3 separate regions of the Mus musculus genome follow, and all the other regions are linked to region 2. The links are chromatin contacts, called in public HiChIP or PLAC-seq maps. All regions are on one chromosome and are shown on one strand. Each heading gives the region's core, a stretch centred on a gene start, on an enhancer-like site or on the middle of the called end of the contact. The rest is flanking DNA. Distances are from core to core; before and after follow the strand shown.

What was found. HiChIP or PLAC-seq counts read pairs in DNA pulled down with a chosen protein or histone mark.
Region 1: an H3K27ac HiChIP or PLAC-seq map of the HPC-7 cell line shows a contact between it and region 2, with 10 times the contacts expected there. The contact joins the enhancer-like site here to the promoter of Glipr2 in region 2. A contact is called at or near these places in 2 of 15 datasets of contacts at CTCF or cohesin (CD8 T cells and the NIH/3T3 cell line), 16 of 484 Hi-C or Micro-C datasets (CD4 T cells, CD8 T cells, the HL-1 cell line and 11 more), 12 of 115 datasets of contacts at active chromatin or transcription factors (CD8 T cells, DN3 thymocytes, the HPC-7 cell line and 7 more) and 3 of 9 other capture datasets (adipose tissue, liver and pancreatic islet).
Region 3: a contact with region 2 is called in an H3K4me3 HiChIP or PLAC-seq map of embryonic stem cells, with 5 times the contacts expected there. The contact joins the promoter of Clta here to the promoter of Glipr2 in region 2. A contact is called at or near these places in 2 of 39 promoter capture datasets (cranial neural crest and hematopoietic stem and progenitor cells), 1 of 15 datasets of contacts at CTCF or cohesin (embryonic stem cells), 12 of 484 Hi-C or Micro-C datasets (B cells, CD4 T cells, CD8 T cells and 7 more), 13 of 115 datasets of contacts at active chromatin or transcription factors (the 230-238 cell line, CD8 T cells, the SCID.adh cell line and 6 more) and 3 of 9 other capture datasets (adipose tissue, liver and pancreatic islet).

The regions. Positions count from the first base shown.
Region 1 is chr4:43,902,255-43,906,112 of GRCm38.p6, forward strand. The region is part of intron 6 of Reck (reversion-inducing-cysteine-rich protein with kazal motifs); the gene reads left to right. Among named protein-coding and RNA genes, the nearest start is that of Reck, 29 kb to the left of the region's middle. Within about 2 kb of position 1,602, at least 51 of the 459 cell types and tissues checked have an H3K27ac peak or open chromatin away from gene starts, as enhancers often do. A contact at or near this core is called in CD8 T cells, the HPC-7 cell line, Th1 cells and 5 more, where this site is marked.
Region 2 is chr4:43,956,254-43,960,139 of GRCm38.p6, forward strand. Glipr2 (GLI pathogenesis-related 2) reads left to right here and starts at 1,449. Exons shown (of 5, transcript NM_027450.3): 1 at 1,449-1,520. The coding sequence starts at 1,508. It overlaps Gm30377 (a long non-coding RNA gene), which reads right to left. Exons shown (of 4, transcript XR_881223.2): 2 at 1,137-1,233; 3 at 1-130.
Region 3 is chr4:44,002,858-44,006,664 of GRCm38.p6, forward strand. Clta (clathrin, light polypeptide (Lca)) reads left to right here and starts at 1,586. Exons shown (of 6, transcript NM_001080384.3): 1 at 1,586-1,843.

The sequences.
Region 1 (3,858 bases), core at 352-2,851, 54 kb before region 2:
GTAGAGGAACACGCTGCCTCTCAAACCTAACGTCCCTCTTGAAAACTGGTGTTACTAGTTAAGTCACTCACACGAAGTAGGTGCTTAGAAAATCCCAAGCTGAGACTGTATCTAAAATCATTTTAAAATGGTAGTCCTTTCTTAGATGCCGAAGACAAATAACACAGATTCTCTCTGGAAGAAGGGAATTTTATTCCAGACTTAAAGCTCCCACAGATAAAATTCTAAGGAAAGTAAGCAACTCACAGTTAAAAAAAAATCACAAACCTTACTAGAGAACAAGGCCATGAGACAAGAGCCAGCAGGAACAGTGGGGAACAGAATAAACCTCAGGTGCCTGCTATAGAGATTCACATGTAGGAACAGTAGTGAACAGCATAGGCCCAGGCGCCTGCGCTATAGAGACTCTCACATGCAGACCATAAGATATTTAATATGGGTAAGAAACAAGATCCTGAAAATACACAGAGCAAGTATAGTTGGAAAGAATTTCATAAAATAAAAATTTAATTGAAGAAATAAAAACATAGCGGAAGCTGGGGTAGTGTTTCTGTCCTGTGAGTCCAGATAGACTCAGGAGGATTATGTTCAGGTTCATACTCAAGTGAGTTCAAGTCAGCCCAGGCTGCAAGAGATTGTATCTACAGCCGGGCGGTGGTGGCACACGCCTTTAATCCCAGCACTCGGGAGGCAGAGGCAGGCGGATTTCTGAATTCGAGGCCAGCCTGGTCTACAGAGTGAGTTCCAGGACAGCCAGGACTACACAGAGAAACCCTGTCTCGAAAAAACAAAACAAAAAACAACCAAAGAGATTGTATCTACATATTATAGCATCATTGTCATCAACCTCATCACTTACATTAAAAAGAATTTTAAAAAAAACTTTCTTTCAAAAATGACCAATAGCTGATTTCTCAGAAGTAACAAAAGAAGGCAGAAGACATTATTTACATGGTTCTTAAAGAAAATAGCTGTTAATCTAGAATTTTGTATCCAAAAGGATTTCAGGAAATAATGCATCATTAAGATGGTTGGAGAGGAGAGTGGGATTAAGTGAGAGAGTAGGGGGCAAGTGAGAACAAAATATAATGATCCGTGTGTGTGCACGTGCATGTGTGACACTGTCGCGGTGAAACCTATTACTTTTATGTAAACTAAAAATGTGCTGGGACTGGGAGGCCGCTCTGTGACTAACCTGATTAAAACTCAGCAAACTGAGAAACTGTTTTCTGTGAGATATGAGACATAACCTATAGTGGTCTTTCAAACCATCTTTGTCAACAACTTATCTGTGAACCTTTTCTTTTGGATACCAGTTTGGTAATTTTTAGAATTTCAGATTATTGTTATTTTTTCCTTGACTGTCAGAGGAGACATTGATAAATTCTGTGAGGGATGTGAAGGTAGCAAAATGTCCAGAGACCTGGTGATGGTGATAAAATTATGAGTTTAAATTTTAGTTCAGGACATTAAGGTAGCACACAAATTTACAAATCCTAATGTGGCCTTCCCATTTGCTGCTCAAGCCACTGAAGTGAGCGCTTCAGCTGCCCGCAGACCTCCATGCTCCTGTCTGCCTCTTCCTCTCCTCACTGCTGCTCTGGGCTTTCCAGACAGGCCACACACAGAACGGTCGTTTCCTGTGTCTTACTTCCTTTCCTCAGTGTAGTTCTTTGACGGTTTTCTTTAAAGAAGGCGACAAACAGTAAAGAAAACCCAGGGTGAGATCTCATCTCTCAGATTGGCCTTTTTTTTAAGGTTTAAGAAGCTGAAGAGTAGGCTCGGTGGTTCAGACCACTTGCTGCTTTTACAAAGGACCTAGATTCAATTCCTAGCACCACATGGCTGCCCACGACCATCTGTAACTCTAACCCTACAGGACCCAACACCCTCTGTTGCCACTAAGTCGTGAGGCATGCATGCGATGGATGCTAATATAACTAGATTGTTCTGCTGATGACCACTGGGTCTGTGAGAATGCTAAGATAAAGGCAGCACAGAGGCCCTAGACCACAGAGCCTAAGGCGAGTTCCACCTTACAGCTGTCTGCACCACTGCCAGCACATGGCTACGTGTGACAAGTGCAGGTTTGTGTAAAACTGTATTTTTTTATTATTCATGTGGTTCACAGTTGAGAATAGCATGTAATCAAGTCTTTCCCATGTCATCTTCTACAGCCATCTATTTCCTGCGGTTCCCAGAAATGTTTTTTGTATAGAAAGGAAATGTGTATGTAGTCCTCACCCACTCTTACCACCTTTAGCGTGCACTTCACTCTGCCCTGGACGCCAGTGTTGAGTATGTGTTTGTTTATGCCTGCTGGGGTTGTGCCAGGTCCGCAGCGAGTATTCAGTAAATGTATGCTGAAAGATGTGTTTGCATCAAATTAACCGTGGTTCTAGAGTTACTTTGTGTTAGAAGCATAAAAGAAGGGAGGTGGGGAACAGTCTAAGGGACCAGAAAAAGCAGAACCAGCCATGTCACTGGCAGCTGGAGGTCCCCTAAGCTGTAGTGTAATGTCAGTCTGCTGCAGTGGTTCTGGTGGGACAGCTAACAGCATAGGCTTTGGACAGCTGTGCTGTCCTCACACAGCTTTTGGCTATTTTAATAAAAGTACACAGGTTGGAGATGTGGCTTAGAAGCCCTTGGCTCGATCCCTAGTGGGTACACACTTGCTCTTACACATACACAAAGTGTAAGAGTCTAAATATAAAGTATGTATCAGTTCACACTGAGGAAGTGCCAAGAGTTGTTGGAGTAAATAGCAGAGTGTGATGGGAAACTTAAGGAATGGTGACCCTCCACAGAGGTGTATATATCAGATCTGGCCGTTACCTGCAGCTGATGAGCTCCAAAAAGAGCGAAACCTGTTGGGTCCTGCAGTACTGGCTTACCATAGTAAGACTTGCTGGGGTGCACTGCTCTGTTGTTTAGCATTGTCCTAGGAGAAACTCCTGTTTGATGTCCTTGTTCCTGGTTCTTTTCTTTTCTCGTCCATACCTTAGCTGTGTAAGAGTATGCCTACGGTCTTGGTCGTATCAGACTAGCCGAGATCTTGTCTCGTCTTAAATGGCCTTTCTCTGGGTGGCTTATTTTCTCATGCTTTGTTGTTTGTTTTTGTCGTACCAGGAGTAGAGGCCAGGGTATCATGCTCTATCACGAAGCCACTTCCCTAGCCCAGACCCCATATCTTTAATTACTCCTATTTAATGACAATTCTAGAATCTTCTCTGCCAACTTTCTTTTTGAGATAAGATTTCACTATGTAGCCCTGGCTGGTCTGAAACTCACTATGTAGACCAGATTGGCCTTAAACAACAGATTCATTAAAGGCATGCAACACACACACACACCAAAACACACAGTCGTCATCTTTCTACACTTCTTGCTGAGTACAGTCTTCCCAGATATAATCAAATAAAATCCAACAGATCCCCTCTTCCAAATCATCTCCCATGGATCACTAACTATTATACCCTAAAGAGTTATCTACTGTCAGGTGTGGCGGTACATACCTCAATCCCAGGACTCAGGAGGCAATGGCAGGGAGGTCTCTGTGAGTTTGTGGCTAGCCTGATATACATAGTGAGTTCCAAGACAGCCAGGGCTATGTAGAGAGAAACCCTGTCTTAAAAAACAATAAAGGAAGGGAAGGGAAGGGAAGGGAAGGGAAGGGAAGGGAAGGGAAGGGAAGGGAAGGGAAGGGAAGGGAAGGGAGATAGATTTAAAGTATTACCTCCCTTTGGAGGTAATTAAAAATGTATGTATGTGTGTGTGTATGTGTGTGTGTGAGAGAGAGAGAGTGTGTGTATCTCCTAAGTATATCTTAGTTAATACTGGCCTGAGTCCCTGGAGCAG
Region 2 (3,886 bases), core at 199-2,698:
CTTGTCCTCTGCACGCAGTAGGCGGTTCCTCTGTGCTCAGCTGTCTCCTTAGGGCCTTGCAGTTCTGGTTCCTCTGAAATAGCTTTCTAGAGATTCTAGGTGTGACAGGGACTTTTCCTGGGTCATTTGACTATTTCCATCGGAATTTGTCGGCAAAATGGAACAGAGAATTGAACAGAGTCAGAATCCCAACCCAGCACTAAAAGCTCGTTTAAGTCAGATGAGTACCAGTATCCACTCTACTCCTGCTTGGAAGTGCTAGGATGTGGGAAGTGTATTTGCTGGCCATGGAGAGAGGGAATGGCTGGGGGGTGGGCGTGGGCGGGCGTGCATTTAGCTCTGCGCTAACCTACTGGATACATCTGAGCTCCGTGCTGCAGGGTCTGGCCAGGTGTGGTGGTACAGACCTGACCTACAATGGGAGGTACACCGAGACTCCATCTGACAAACAATAACCTAAAAGTAAAATACATTTAAATTCATAGAAATAGGTACTGCTGGGGGTGTCTGTGGTCACAGCACTAGGGAGGTAGAAGCAGGAAGATCAGAACTTTAAAATCATTCTCGGCTATGTAGGGCACAAAGGTAAAGTCTCACTGTTTAGACCAGGCCAATCTTAACTCACAGAGATCTGCGTGCTTCTGTTTCCCAAGTGCTAAGAATAAAGGCATGAGCCACCATGTCTGGCCCAAATAAATGTATCTTTTAAATATATATGTATCCAGGGAGGGGGAGGCAAAGTGTCCTTGTAATCTGTGAATCATTAACTTTTTATGGTGAGAAAAATGTGTTTTGAATTAACCAGGGGGTCTCGGTTTAGATGACGCCAACATGTGGGGGTGCTGGATCCAAACTCAGGTGGGGAATTTGGGTTGGTCTCAAAGGCAGTGGGGTTCAAGAGGATAGGTCCAAGTCGGGCAGCGGCACCACCCTGGGGCGGTTGGAGTTGGAGGGCCGGAAAGTGTTCAGTTACAACCTGGGGATGCATAGCGGGACAGGGTCCTAAGAAGCTGCGATTGGAGCATGGTGTCACTGGGAAGGGGAAGCAGAACTTTGGGGATCTGGGAGGGGGTGGTGTTGCCAAAGACTGAGTCTGGGAGGTTACCGACCCCTGGTGGCGCCGGAGGGAACCGTACCTCACCAGGCCTTCTCCAGGCGTCGGTCGCGCGGGAACCGTGGGGAACTACAGGGAAGGCGTGGACGCCCCTAGGTCTTGCGCGCGCACTTGCTGCTCTAGGAGACAAGGCACGCTCAGAATCAGCATTCGTATCCACATCTGGACCGCCCTAGCCAGCGGCGGAATCCCACCCGGCCAAATGAATTCTAGGGGTGGCCCCCTGCGCCTCCGCCTGCAGCTGCCTTTGCCTTATAAGGCGGGGCCGGGCGGCGCCGGGGGAGTGGCTGTGGCCGCCCCTGCCCCTCCCGGCCCCGGCCAGCTGCTGGGACCCCGCTAGCCAGCGCAGCGCAACGCAGCCGCAGCGGAGCGGAGGAGCGCACACAGCAGGCCATGGGCAAATCAGGTGAGCCACCCATACGGCCCTCCGGGGAGCGGGGATGACGCCTAGACCCTCGCCGTCACCCTGCCCCATCTGGAGCATGATCCCCTGGGAGCCCCTGGAAAGTCCCTGTCACTCTCGCTGCAATGCGGGATCCCTGGGTGCGGGATGGAGAGCGCGCATAGCAAAGTTCCGAGGAGCGGCTGTTTCTGGTTCAACCAGGGGGTGGGGTGGGTGGCGCGGAGGTAGCGGTAAGAACACCGGCTAGGAGAGAAAGAATGAGGGGAATGAGATGGAGGGTCCCTTTGGCTGCGAGCCAGGGATTGCGTCAGCGAGGGTTTCTAAGCGCTGATGGGGATAGCTGAGCCTGCCTAGGCGTGGCTATGCTTTGTCCAGAGGAAGACAAAGTTACAGTGGGAAAAAGACACCAAACCGTGGCAGCATCCCAGGCTGCGAAGCAACTAGTCTGGTTCCACCCAACTAAAGGCAGCTCTGAGACTCCTTTTCGTCTCCTTCTCGCTCACCTCCTGAGGCCCCTCCGTGCCAGGCTGGGTGCTGTGCAGAGCTACTTCCCCTGTGATCTCTGCCCTGCTGCCGCCCACCCTCACTCCTGTGGCTGTAAAGTTTACGTTTCTGAAAAGCCGTTTTCCTGTCGCTCCTTGTTTTTGTCACCTTCCACCCCATTGTCGGCTCTCTGGCCACTGACAGCACCCCCTCTGCCACACAGCTGCGCTGGCTGGCAGGCAGGCACTCAGGTCCTTTCCCCTCCGTGTCCCGGTCCAGTCTTCACTACTCCCATCATCCAGCCTGAAACCCTTCCCATCCTTCTGTGTTCAACTCCTGTGATAGCAGGGGGTCCCATCCATAATCTCTCCCTCCTCCTTCAGAGGGACAGCCCACACCCTGTGTCATTTGTTGTCACTCCTGCATAGATAAGGGACAGGTGGGCAATAGATCTTCTTGCCTCAGTTTCCTCCCTCGTGGGCATCAAGGCTTCCTATTTATTAGAATATCATCCGTGCCTCATGGGAGGCTCTAAAGCAGAGGCTCTCGACTTTGCTGATGCTACAACCCTTTAATTCAGTCCCTCACCTTCTGGCGACCCGCCTTCCACCATAAAATTACATTGTTGCTACTTCATAACTGTAATTTTGATATTATGATTCGGAATATAAATACTATATGATGTGTGGCCCCCCGGGGGGGGCAGTCACCAACCCCAGGGGGTCGCAGCCCACAGGTTGACAACTACTCAGTGGAGTCAGTGGGCTGTCAGCCTCAGGTGAGGATGGCTGAGTCCCTTCATGGAGCTGTCTATCCTCCAGGACCTAGACTCAAGAGATACATGGGGTGTGTGGTCTTTTGTGACCTGGTCCTAACTTGCTTTTCTTCCAAGTGACATGCCTGGCTTTCGATGCTGGACCTATTGATCATTTGCTATGTGATATTAAGCATATTTTTTCCTTCCTCCGTGCCTCAGTTTACCCATCTGTACAAAGACAGTGTCCCATATGATCCTTTGTAATGGAAAAAATATGCCGTGTAATTAAAAGAGCAAGATGAAAGGTGGGGATGGGGCAAGTGATAGCTACCCTGGGAAAGCCTTATGAGAAATAGCCTACTTGAAAAATTAACTCCTTCCTCTCCAGACTCATGAGTCAGCCTAGGGATTTTCTAAAGCTATGTTTCACTTGATTGATATTTATTGTTACTATTATTACTTTAAGGTTTCACTATGTAACTCTGTCTAGGCTGAAACTCACTAGGGAGACCAAACTGCTTTCAAACTCACAAAGAATCACCTGCCTCTGCTTCTCTGGTGCTGGGATTTAAAGATCACCCCTCCCTGCCCCACCCACTCTAAAGATACATAGTTTCCAGCTCCTGCTCTAAGAGACAATTTTCTAGAACTGCGCATGTGCTGACCTCCTGCTACTGCTCTCCCCCATCTCTCTCTGTGTCTCCTCCCTCTTACCCTCTGTCCTCTCTTCCAAACTGTGGACCGCGTGCAGTGGAGGGACAGCCCGATCTTTAGGAACGTCCATTTGAGTTGTGAAATGAGTAAATGAAACTGATTGGGGAAGAGAGTCAGGAAGAGATGGGAAATGACCCAGGCTCAGGGTCTGCAAGTGAAGGAGGGCTCAGGAAACAGGAAGCACGGGAGAGAGGCCTCAATCTAGAGGCTCACCAAGGAGCCTGAAGAAAATGATCAGATCTAGAGGGTTTGCGGAAGTTCTGAGTTACTGGATATGGGATGCAGGGTGCCACTGAAGAGGACAGGACCAGTGTGCAGCAGAGAGGAGGATCAGAAGGGGGAAGCTAGAGCTAGCAAGTGGAGAGATTGCCTCGATACAGAGGACAGTACTGCAAGCACCTAGGGCTATGCTTCT
Region 3 (3,807 bases), core at 336-2,835, 47 kb after region 2:
AGCACTATGGTAGTACAAACAAAGCGGTGTGGGCACAAAACCAAGCATGATGAACAGTGGAATCAAACTAAAGACCCAGACCCAAAGGTACAGACCCATTGAACACCTGATTTTTAACAGACCCAGAAATACTCACTGGAAAAAAGACAGCATCTTCAACAAAAGGTGCTGGTTAAACTGGATGTCTGCATGTAGAAGAATGCAAAGTGATTTGTGTCATGTCTATCATCAAGGATCTCAACACAAGGCCAGATACCCTGAACTTGATAGAAGACAAAATGGGAAACTCTATTGAACTCACTGGCACAGGAAAAGACTTCCTGAGCAGGAACACCATTAACACAGGCGTTGAGATCAACAATTGATGAATGGAACCTTATGAAACGGAAAGCTTCTGTAAGGCAGAGGACACTGTCATTTGGACAAAGAATTAGGCACAGAATGAAAAAAGATCTTTACCAGTTACGCATCTGACAGAGGGCTAAAACCAAAATATGTAAAGAATTAAACCAATTTCTACCCCCAAACACAACAACCTCTTCCTGAAAATCAAGACAACAAATAACCCAATTAAAAACGGGGCACAGAATAAATACAGTCTCCAAAAGATGAAACATAAATAGCATCTTTAATTTCTTTAGAATTAAATATTCAACATTCTTAGTCATCTGGGAAATGCAAATCAAAACTACTTTGAGATTTCATCTCACACCAGTAAGAATAGCCAAGATCAATAAAGCAAATGACAGCTCACAGCGGTGAGGATATTGGGTAAGGGAAACTCTCACCTACTGATGGTGAGCGTTGGAATTTTTTTGTATACTGTGTGAAGGTGTGTTTCTGTCCTCTTTCACTTGCCTAAAGCAGTCTCTGATTGGCTTTAATAAAGATCTGAGAGCCAATAGCTGGGCAGGAAGTAGAAGGCAGGACTTCCTGGTAGAGAGAAAGGGACTGTGGGAAGACTCATGTGCGGGAGGATCTGTGTGTTGCAGAGTTGGAAGGATTACGTGCTGGGTCCGAGTGAGAGGTAATGGCCACGTGACAGATGTAGATAGAATAAACAGGCTAATTTAAGTTAGACAAGGTAGTTGGGAGGCACCCAACTATAATGCCTGTGGGTCGCAACCCTCTTGAGGTTGTTGAATGACCCTTTTACAGGAGTTGCCTAAGATCATCAGAAAATGCAAATATTTATATTACAATTCATAACAGGATCAAAATTACATCTACGAAGTGGCAATGAAAAGAACTTTACGGTTGGGTGTACCACAGCGTGAGGAACTGTATTAAAGAGTCGCAGAATTAGCAAAGTTGAGGACCACTAACCCACAGAGGCACTTGCTCAGCCGTGTTCATTGCTGTCCTACTCATGATAGCCGGTATCACTGGGTAGTTGGTGATTGTACATTGACATCCTGTGTGTTGGCAAAACAGGAAAGCCCACAAAGATACAGTGTCTGTGAGAGGCAGTTGTGTCTGGAAGAGATGCAGTTTGGGTGTGCCTCTACAGGCCTAGATAGATAAGAATGCTAAAGAATTGAAAGTTCCCGCCCATTTCAAGGCACATTGCTTGGAGGAGGTCTGTGGTCTTTGCTCTATGACCTGAAGCAAAGTCAGCTGGATGGCCTTGAGCTGTTCCACTGTACAGGTGAAATGGTTTGGCCCCCACTGACTTGGCTTGGAGTCACCACCACCACCATGTCCGTGACTCTGCTCAGCCTGGCCAGGGTGTAAGGAGGAGCTAGAGACTTCTTTTATAGCAATGGACCTTTGAGAGAGCTCTGCTCACTTGGACTTTTGGGCTCTCTCTCTTTTTGGCTTGGCTTCATAGAAGGAGATCCAGGTAAGGTAGGGATTTGTTCTTTGGGCTAGCAGGAACCTCAGAGAACCAGTGGGCAGGACATAGGAGAAACAGGATTCTAGGAAAGAACTAAGGAGCCCTCTTGGGTTTGGAGGAGCTCAAGAGAAAGGTAGATTAGCTCAGTACAATGACACAGCTAGAAAGATTTCTAAGGAGCTAGCAGTTTATTGTAGAATCAGGCTTGTAAATAGATCTTTTGTAGTTAAGAAAGTAAAGTTACCTTGCTGAGCTAGTGGGGTTTTACCACAGCTCCTGCCTCCAGTGTTTTTATGGGTATAAATATTAAGTAAATTTAAAAAGATAATTATTACAAGCCAGAAATTGGAAACACCCTTGATGCCTGTGTTAGTCGGGCTTTCTATTGCTGTGAAGAGACACCATGGCCAGGGCAATTCTTATTAAAAAAAAAATGTTTAATTGGGGCTGCCTTACAGTTCAGAGGTTTAGTCCATTATCATCATAGTGAGAAGCATGGCGGCACACAGGCAGGCATGGTGCTGGAGAGCTGGCTGAGTGTTCTACATCTGGATGCAAAGGCAGCAGGAAGAGACAATGAGCCACTAAGCCTGGCTTGAGCTTCTGAGACTTCAAAGCCTGCCCCCTCAGTTAATCACTTCCTCTGAAAATGCCACACTTACTCCAACAAGGCGTTACACCTCTTAATAGGCCCAGTCCCTAGGAGCCTATGGGGCCATTTATTTTCTCTTCCTTCCTTCCTTCCTTCCTTTTCTCCCTCCCTCCCTCTCTCTTTCTTTCTCTCTCTTTTTCTTTCTCTCTCTTGAGAGGTTTCCAATCTTTTTGTTTTTGGATTGGATATTTTCTTTATTTACATTTCAAATGTTTCCCCCTTTCCAGGTCTCCCCTTCAGACCTCCCCACCCCCTCTTCCCTGCCTCTATGAAGGTCCTCCGCCCTGGCATTTCCCTACACTTGGACATCGAACACCCTTGGGCCCAAGGGCCTCTCCTCCCACTGATGTCCAACAAGGCCATCTTCTGCCACATAGGTGGCCAGCACCATGGGTTGCTCCATGTGTATTCATTGGTTGGTGGTTCAGTCCCCGGGAGCTCCAGTGGGGTCTGGCCTGTTGACACTGTTGCTCCCTCCATGAGGCTGCAAAACCCCTCAGCTTCTTCAGTCCTTTCTCCAACTCCTCCATCCGGGACCCCGAGCTCAGTCCAATGGTTGGCTTTGAGTTTCTGCCTCTGTCTTTGTCAAGCACTAGCAGAACCTCTCAGGAGACAGCCATATCAGGCTTCCATCCGCAAGCACTTCCCAGCATCCACAATAAAGTCCGGGTTTGGTGGCTGTATATGAGATGGGTCCCCAGGTGGGGCAGTCTCTGGATGCCCTTTCTTTCAGTCTCTGCTCCACACTTTGTCTCCATATTTCCTCCTGTGAGTATTTTGTTCACCCTTCTAAAAAGCACTGAAGCATCCACATTTTGGTCTTCCTTCTTAGGCTTCATGTGGTCTGTGAATTGAATCTTGGATATTCCAAACTTTTGGGCTAATATCCACTTATCAGTGAGTGCATACCGTGTTTGTTCTTTTATGACTGAGTTACCTCACTCAGGATGATATTTTCTAGTTCCATCTATTTGCCTGAGAATTTCATGAAGTCATTTATTCATTTATTTATTTATTTATTTATTTATTTATTAATTATATGTAAGTACACTGTAGCTGTCTTCAGACACTCCAGAAGAGGGAGTCAGATCTCTTTATGGATGGTTTTGAGCCACCATGTGGTTGCTGGGATTTGAACTCAGGACCTTTGGAAGAGCGAGCAGTCAGTGTTCTTACCCGCTGAGCCATCTCACCAGCCCCATGAAGTCATTTTTAATAGCTGAGTAGTATTCCATTGTGTAAATGTAACACATTTTCTGTATCCATTAATCTGTTGAGGGACATCTGAGTTGACTCCGCCTTCTGGCTATTATAAATA